Regions from separate parts of the Triticum aestivum genome. Here region 1 is linked to region 2. The links are chromatin contacts, called in public Hi-C maps. All regions are on one chromosome and are shown on one strand. Each heading gives the region's core, a stretch centred on a gene start, on an enhancer-like site or on the middle of the called end of the contact. The rest is flanking DNA. Distances are from core to core; before and after follow the strand shown. Region 1 has its middle 75 kb from the start of LOC123070297. Region 2 overlaps LOC123070294 (ribokinase).

Region 1 (4,797 bases), core at 2,074-4,573, 430 kb after region 2:
GAGGGAGAGGGAGAAGGAAAGGGGGGCGCACCCCTCCCCTAGTCCAATTCGGACTCCTGTGGGAGGGCACCACCTCCTGTGGCCTGCCTCCTCCTCTCCCCTATGGCCCATGAGGCCCATTAACTTTCTTGAGGGGGGAGTTCCGGTAACCCCTCGGTACTCCGAAAAATCCCCAAAACATTTCGGAACCGTTCCGGTGTCCGAATATAACCTTCCAATATATCAACTTTACCTCTCGGCCATTTCGAGACTCCTCGTCATATCTATGATCTCATTTGGGACTTCAAACAACCTTCGGTCACCAAAACACATAACTCATATAATACATATCGTCATTAAACGTTAAGCGTGCGGACCCTACGGATTCGAGAACTATGTAGACATGACCAAGACACCTCTCCGGTCAATAACCAACACCGGAACCTGGATGCTCAAATTGGTTCCCACATATTCTATGAAAATCTTTATCGGTCGAACCGCAATGTCAACATACGTTATTCCCTTTGTCATCGGTATGTTACTTACCCGAGATTCTATCGTCGGTATCTTCATACCTAGTTCAATCTTGTTACCGGCAAGTCTCTTTACTCGTTCTGTAGTGCATCATCCTGCAACTAACTCATTCGTCACATTACTTGCAAGGCTTCATATGATGTGCATTACCGAGAGGGCCCAGAGATACATCTCCAATACTCGGAGTGACAAATCCTAATCTCGATCTATGCCAACCCAACAAACACCTTCGTAAATACCTATAGAGCATCTTTATAATCACCCAGTTACGTTGTGACGTTTGATAGTACACAAGGCATTCCTCCGGTGTCCGGGAGTTGCATAATCTCATAGTCGGAGGAATATATATTTGACACGAAGAAAGCAGTAGCAATAAAACTGAATGATCATTATACTAAGCTAACGGATGGGTCTTGTCCATCACATCATTCTCCTAATGATGTGATCATCAATTGACAACACGTGTCCATGGCTAGTAAACTTAAACATCTTTGATCAACGAGCTAGTCAAGTAGAGCATACTAGGGACACGGTGTTTTGTCTATGTATTCACACATGTATCAAGTTTCCGGTTAATACAACTCTAGCATGAATAGTATGCATTTATCATGATATAAGGAAATATAAAATAAAAACTTTATTATTGCCTCTAGGGCATATTTCCTTCAGTCTCCCACTTGCACTAGAATCAATAATCTAGTTCACATAGCCATGTGATTTAACACCAATTCACATCTGTATATGATTAACATCCATAATTCACATCGCCATGTGACCTACACCCAAAGGGCTTACTAGAGTCAATAATCTAGTTCGCGTCGCCATGTGCAGGCTCGCGCAACATATGAGATCACACAAACTACCCTGCATCTTGCTCTGTCCCGATGGCCCACCATACGCGCGCCAGGTGGAACTCACCTGAGAAATCACCGAAAAATTATCGCCTTCACTTCTACCATGATTTTTTATGTCATAGAGGACCTAAAGAACTTCATGCACGTACCCCGTCTACCCGCCCAGGACAAAATTTCCTCTTTCTATCATAGAAGTAGGTTCCCATTACATCCATGATAATATGTGTTTTTGTCACTATTAATTTAATGAAAGTGTCACTTCCATGACTAAAATATTTTTGTTTGGGACAAAATGTCATGGATGTGTTTTTTATTTTGTTGTAATGATTTTCTCCGGAATTTTTCTGGCTCCGGGAAAATTTGTTTTCTTCATCTCTCTCTCTCTCTCTCTCTCTCTCTCTCTCTCTCTCTTTCCATTTGGTCCTTTTTGACACTTTCCCCTCTTTATTGCAAACTTGCAACATGAAATGAAAAGGTCATTAGAATGGTGACATAATAGGTAAAATATGGTCATAACTGATCAATTTGTGATAAGAAATAGTGATACAAAATGGATGTATCACCATCCATCGTAGATGGGGCCTATCACATGCATATTTGAAAGTTGGCACCCTTTTTTCTTTTCAGGAATTCAAACATTAACTTTGAATCAATCTTGTTTGCAAAATTATGCAGGCTTTGTTTAAAGGAGGGCAAACCCTCAACCTTTTGCATCAAGTGATGCAAGCAACCCTATTTATTGCCAAAAATTTTGTGCAAAGAACATGACTCGGAAGCATTGGGACATGAATGAAATTATACAATTTGTGCATCACATATTCTATTACTAGACCATCATTCCTCTAGGTTGAATATAGCCCGTACCATTGCCATCGAGTGAGTGCAACCAGAGAGGAGAGTACTAATTTTTTATGTTTATCCTAGTTCATATAAATCACTTCATTTCCGCTAAAACATGCACTGCTTAAAAAAATTATTTTCTGTTTGGCCTCCACTCATCTATCTCATCAAGTACTTTTATGATTGAGAAGCGACGATTGGTTCGATAGTTATGAGGGTAGTTATACCTAGCAACCATCAAAGATCAAATCTTGAGTTAGCGTGTATCCCTTATTAAGGCAGTTTAATCTTTCAGTGGGAATGTTTCCATAGATAAAGAGGGGATCCGTGTACATGTGGATGTGGTGTGCATGTGCATAAACGGTTTTCTTAAAATGTTTACTGTGGTAGGAAGCATGTCACATATGAATTCTATAGATGCCTTGAGAACTCTCAAGTCGGCCACCCGGAGTCAAAATAGCAAATCTGAAGATGCACAAAGGAAAAGCGCCACATGACAGTGGACACTTTGGCCCCAATAATTTAACAGTTGATGGGCCGATGGTAGACTTGGTCAAATGAGGAGGGGCAACCAACCAACATCTGCTAATGTGTGCAATGCAAGTAATAGTAACAGTTATATGTACAGCAAGTTGGGCGAGTCTAAACCTTTTATAATCCTTCGCAACATCCTGTGATGACCTGGGACTGGGACTGGGAGGTAGACTCATGTTGCGTTGCTGTCGCGTGTGACCCACTGCTTCATTTGTTTGACCTCCTCCAAACTCCTCCTAGTCTTATAATTTCTCTGAGATCTGAAGAGCGATTCGAAATTCTGATCCACTACTAGAATAGACGAGCTTCACCTGCTCCACCGGTCAGTGTGCTGAATTTGAATATGTGCCGTGAGGGAGACACGCGCAGCAAAAAGATTCCACCGCAACGTATGCGATGCGAGTTTTCGCTTGTGCTTTTAGGTGCTCCGTAACCAGAGCAGCGTGGTCTGGTTCGAAATGGTGGTAGTTCACTCATGAAAATGACAAGTCGGTCTAGCTCTGGCGGCAAGACTATGGTAAGCATCTGCCCTTGTCACAGTCCATTCTCCTCTCTTTGTGTCATTTGTTTGGGCGTAAGCCTGAAAAGGTTGACCCGTATCCAGCATCCCTGGCCATAAATCCCATGACGACATACTTGACCGATCCGCACACAGCAACTAAGCCTTCTTTCGGATTCCCACTGGCCGCACGTCGCTCTCGGGCGCGCTCCACGTCGCCATCCGGCCGTCCGGACGCCGACCGACCGACGTCCGCCGCGCCGGGCTGCGCTTCGGCGACGTCGCACGCACGCGCCGCTCCCGCGCGGACGCCTCATCCGTCCTTTGTGCCATTCTGATCCACCCGACGGCCGGCGCAGTATGGAGGAAGCAAACGGCGCCGATCGTACCCTGTCGCACCGCGCGGGCACGGGCCAGGGACGCGCGCAACACGTGGCCTCCTTCAATTTGATCGATCATCCTTGCACTTGCACGGCCAGCCGGCCACCGAGCGTGACATGCGCCGAACCGTACGCCCCAAAGTTCACTCTCTCCGCCCCAAACCAATATTCGAAGCCTACATATACAGATTCTAAGTATCTCTAGACAAATAGTACTACTCTACTGCATAGAGCTTTGCCAATGCATGTTGCAAGATGTGATTTGATAGCTGGTAATAAGTTGGCTCATATTGGGCTAGCTACGCTCCATCGGAACGATACTTAAACAATATTCTTGCTTTCTGTTCCTTCTCTTCACATGTGATGAAGGGATGGTTGTAATTAACATGTGAAGAGACGTACGTGCACGCAAGAGAGATGTATTTTCCTTGGCCACGAATGGCCAGTGCACTAGTAGCTGTGTGTGACTAGCTAGCTAGCTAGTAGCTAGGTTTGCCGACCGTAGCTTAGCACTAGTTGTTTGGTGGCGATTCGCGGGCACAAAACTCCGCAATCACCTCTAATTCTTGTACTTATTCGGCGATGGGTGAGAGGAGATAGAAAGCGATAGTACGTGTGAGCATAGGGTAAAGCACGCTCCGTCAGTGGTTTATTACTTTTAATTAGATAGAAATATATGTCGACTGATTAGTTAATTTGCTGTAAGAAGCTTGCATGCGTTGTTTTTGTGCTCTTTACTTACCAAAGTGGAGAGAACTTTGATGCTTGCACGGCATGAAACAATCAACAACGGAATAGTTTAATCCCAGGGCTTGACTTGATCTGGTTAGACAGACCTAACCGAGTCAAACTCATTCTTAGCCTGGACCATCAACGTGAATGTTCAACTTGGACCAGTGACCTCTACCTCACATGAGCATGATGCTATTCCATCAGTACGATTTATCTCCTGGTAATTTGCTTGTATTTCCACCGTTCTTTTTTTCTGGCTTTTTGTGCCGGTTAACATGCCAGTGCATGAAGCTCATTTTTCTTACAGTTTTAGTTTTTCTTTGGTGTATTATATTTTGTTGAGCTTTACTCGAATAATGAACTCTAGAATCTACTACTCCCTCCGTCCGGAAATACTTGTCATCAAAATAGATAAAAACGGATGTATCTAGAACTAATATACATC
Region 2 (4,413 bases), core at 1,672-4,171:
TTTGAATGCCAATCCCATGGCAGTGGCTTGTAGATAACATTGGTAGTACGATCTGAAAAATCCTCGCAAAAAAAAAGTACAATCTGAAAAATAACAACAGCATCTGATCATAGAATGGCCATTCGCCAAAAGTTCAGAATGTGTTCATGATCAAGGTTGGCCCATGAAGTCTCTGTGCTTAATTCATTGGGAAATCGGAAAAATAGTATCCGATGATTTTTGTTTGATGCTGTCTGGTCTGATGCCATAGCATAGATGAGTCTAATTGCTTCTTGTGTGTCCATAGCCACAATTTTATGGCAGGCAGTGTAATTTGTCAGGATTCTTGTGTGTCCATAGCCACATTTTCTTCCTTTTTACAGTCACAATGCGATGAAGTTGCAGACGTCTGTGTTGTTATATGTTGATAGCATTTGCCCCTATTCCCCCACTTCATGGCTTTCCATTACCATGTTTCAACAGTATATGGTCATATTCCACTTTGGCTGCTAGTTACACAAATGATTATGTTTCAGCAAGCTCCTGTAGTCATTTATAGTGGTCCAACAAGTACTTTACGTGAATTGCAGTGGGGACCAGCTTTAGGCCCCGATTGGATTGCTGGATCATTCCTACACTTGTAAATTTTCACACTTGTATCTTACCGGTCTCCAACTATATACCCCGACACCGAAGGAGGAGCTGTATTTTTAAATCGGATGGGCAGCGGGGTGTATCAGATACGAGCCCATTCCAGGTGTATTTGTGGAAACCGGCGTAAATATTTCGTCGCTGAAACGTAGTTCCAAGCGCGCGGTCAGCCGTCCACCGGTTTGTTTTACGGGGGTTTATTTTACGGGTGTATATCGGCTGGAAAACGAGATTCCAAGTGCGGCCTTAAGAGAATTACAAACTAAGCACACAAGAAAGAGCATAATTAGTTAAATTTCTTGTATTCAGCGACGTGTTGAAGGGGGCATGGCCCTCCCCTGGTACACAGTAAGCACTGAGGAATGGCCCTACGATATTTAGTTGTAATAATTCTGGTCTGCTCTGCTGCTTTTTTTGCATGTGTACAAGTGAATTTGGTGAAAGTGTTTTTTTTTTACCTCTAACAAAACAGCAGCGCATACATGAGTTATTTTGATTTGAGTAGCACAATCGAAAAAATAACAGCAGCATCTGATCACAGTGCGGCCATTCGCCAGAAGTTCAGAATCAAGGTTGGCACACGAAATATATGTGCTTCATTCATTGGAGAATCAGACAAATAGCGTCTGATGTTTTTTCTTTAACACTGTCTGGTCTGATGCATAGATAAGTCAAATTGCTCGTTGTGTGTCCATAGCCATAATTTTAAGGCAATTTGTCAGGATATTGAAGTAAGAAAAGAAGTATAGCGTAATAATTAATATATTTCCTTCTTATTACGTAGTCACAAAGCAATGAAGTTGCAGAACTGTGCGTTGTTATAGGTTTGATAGCAGTTGCCCCTATTCCCACTTCATGGCTTTCCATTACCACATTTTAACAGTATATGGGCTTCATAGTCCACTTTAAGCTGCCAGTACGAGGATTTGATTTACAACTAATTGTTTTCCTGTCAATTCCCTGTTTCTATTTACCTTATTGCGGTTTCTTTACTAGAACTTGTTGGAATTGTACTTTTTTGTTTGCTATAAAGTTTAGCAGTTTCCACTTGATATATTCCATCGGCGAGATGCATTGCTATTTAAATCTTCGACGGAAGCTCTGAATGCATTAACCATAAGGTAGGAGGACATTGATGCTATTTCCTGCATGCAGGGTGTGAAAGAAGTTTTGGTTAAACTTGGATCACAAGGATCTGCTCTGTTTGTCGAGGGAGAGGAACCAATTAGGCAGGCGATAATACCTGCCGCAGAAGTGGTAGACACCACCGGCGCTGGTGACACCTTCACCTCAGCTTTTGCTGTAGCTCTGGTGGAGGGGAAGCCAAAGAAAGAGTGCATGAAATTTGCTGGTACTAAAAAGCACCCTCCAGTCAAATCTTGGTTCTGATCTAGTATTGTTGACATGTTGATTTGAGGTTTTTAATTTTCTTGAATTTCAGCTGCCGCCGCCTCACTGTGTGTTCGAGTGAAGGGAGCCATTCCCAGCATGCCTGACAGGAAAACTGTGATGAGCCTTCTAGAATCTGTGCAAGATGAATAACCGTAGAAACGGTGACTTTAGCCCTATTCATCAGCAATAATGTGAGCTGTTAAGCTTCAATCTCCTCGTTCGGTTCATTTATCTCGGGTATCTATATATATTTGTAGCCCCTTGTCAAGTTATGGTAGAGGAAATAAGAGAAAATGGCATTCCTAGCGCCGTCCTCCGCAGAAACAGAATCGCTGGTTCAGGAGTTCTAGGTCTGTTGTTTTTATAGCCATTCCCTGTTATGCCATAGCATTTTTCTATTGTTAGGCATCGCCCGTTATCCTTCTCGACCTAAATTTTTCCCGTTGTTAGAAGTCATTAAACTTCGCAAAACCACCAGGCCTGAATGCAGGAATTGCTTTTGCTGTGAAACACTGGTGACGCTGAAGGGGGTTAGTAAGGTGTCGCTGTCTGGCTCAAATCTAACAAGTAACAAGCTCCTCCCGAACCCTCGTGTGCTGCCCCCGGCTCAGTAACGTGTTAGTGGTATAGTCTCTAAAACGGAAGCGCTTTTTCCGGTGCCTATCCCGAGCAAATCCCGCACCCTCGAAATAAAAAAGGACACCTGAATGGTTTCACTTCAGAGAGATAGAATGAACAGTTTCAGGTCTGGCCTCGCGCTGGAGCTTTCCGAACTCTGACGGCGACTCCGGCGCAGGTCAAATCATAATCTTATTGTTGAGCCGGGGCAGATGTTAACCGCTCGCTGCTATCGATAACCACCATCCGTCTTTTTCGATCCAGTCGTGGCTCGGTGCCGATCGCCGTTGCCGCAGGCCCATCGGCGCGGTTCACTCCCTGTCACCGCCAACGGTGAAAAGTCTCGCCGCTGCACCGTCGCCACCGGAGAAACGACGCACGGCTCGACTGATTGACTGCTAGCTGAGTAGATCGTCCAGAATCCAGTAGCCTGGCAACGTTTTTGCAGCTTCCGGGGGATCTGATCTGATCTGATGACGTACGCGTCGTCGAATCGGACGTTCGATGTGCCTCGCCGTACGACGAAGACGGCCAACATCTTCTTGATGAGCCCAGCGACAGCAAACGTTTCTCTCGGCTTTCTGTTTTTTCCTTCTCTTCCCAACTTCCTTCCTTTGTTTCGCTTTCCGGGAGTATCACAGAACGATCGTCCTTGGGTGGGAGATGATAATATGTTTGTGCTTCTGGCTACTGCTGTGACGGAGCCATCGCATTGCACGGCCGCTCGCAATTAAGCTCGTCCGGGACGGTACCGCGGCCGATGGCGTCGTGGTGGTGGCCACTTTGAGTCTTCCTCAAGGCTGCAACCTGAAACGAAACCAACGGATGGATGGATGGATTATTATCTATATCGTGGTCGTGGATCGCTCAACAAAGGTGACGTCGCTTTCGCAGATGGCTTAGCAATCCAGCTTCCTCTCGCAATGCAACACCGTCCGGATAGTTAATGCACGTGTCTTCTCACGTCTAATGAATCCATTTATATATTTATTTATTATATATATGTGGTAGCTTTGCATATGCTTCCGTGCTGCGATCACATACCTCTGCAGCAGCACGAGAGTCATAGTACCATTATGGACGACCAAGGGGAAAGACATACCCCCTACGTGCTTGACCGTAGCAGAGATATACGTACGTCCATCTCGATCTTCTCGGATCTCGATCCCACTGGTATTTTCTCTTCTTTTGGCATGACTCAGAGCAGAGTCAGAGTCAGAGTCAGAGTCAGATTGGCCGGGCCGGTCAAGAAGTGCGATATATGCGAGACCGACCTTCCTTTCTAGCAGAGCAGCCGGCCTGCCATGTCGTTTGGAAGTATGCAACGGTGCGATGGCCGTTGCGGAGCGGAGTTATAACGGTGGTCTTGACTTCCCTTGCGTTCAAAGCTACTCCTACATGCCTCTGTCCAACCATTTTGTTCAAGCTAAGCTAATCAATGCACGACGTGACGCCTGCGGTCCATCCTGCTCCTTTTATATACTCTACTCCTCAAATAATTGTCCAACTTACTTCATACGGTTCGTTTAGAGCAACTTCAATGGGATGACCCATTTCGTTCGCCGTCGTCTGTTTAGGTCGGCGGACAGAAAAGTCGGCTCAACGCGCCGATCCAAACGGACGCGCGTCCGCTTTCGTCCGCCTGCCGACCCATTTCCGGCCCATTTTTGAGCCTGATTTGCGTCGGGGCGAACACAAGACGGACGCGCGCACGTTCGCCCTCTCTCCTTCCCGGACCCACTGGTCTGTGGCGCACACCCTCCAGCGCCTGCT

Evidence for each region. A called contact is a pair of places that touch in the nucleus more often than the background predicts.
Region 1: a Hi-C map of leaf shows a contact between it and region 2, with 4 times the contacts expected there. The contact joins two enhancer-like sites. A contact is called at or near these places in 2 of 5 Hi-C or Micro-C datasets (both in leaf).

Annotation. Positions count from the first base shown.
Region 1 is chr3B:449,417,453-449,422,249 of IWGSC CS RefSeq v2.1, forward strand. No RefSeq gene overlaps it. Among protein-coding and RNA genes, the nearest start is that of LOC123070297, 75 kb to the right of the region's middle. Within about 2 kb of position 3,324, at least 1 of the 8 cell types and tissues checked has an H3K27ac peak or open chromatin away from gene starts, as enhancers often do. A contact at or near this core is called in leaf, where this site is marked.
Region 2 is chr3B:448,983,575-448,987,987 of IWGSC CS RefSeq v2.1, forward strand. LOC123070294 (ribokinase) reads left to right here. Exons shown (of 4, transcript XM_044493431.1): 3 at 1,786-1,981; 4 at 2,072-2,426. The coding sequence ends at 2,172. Among protein-coding and RNA genes, the nearest start is that of LOC123070294, 10 kb to the left of the region's middle. Within about 2 kb of position 2,922, at least 2 of the 8 cell types and tissues checked have an H3K27ac peak or open chromatin away from gene starts, as enhancers often do. A contact at or near this core is called in leaf, where this site is marked.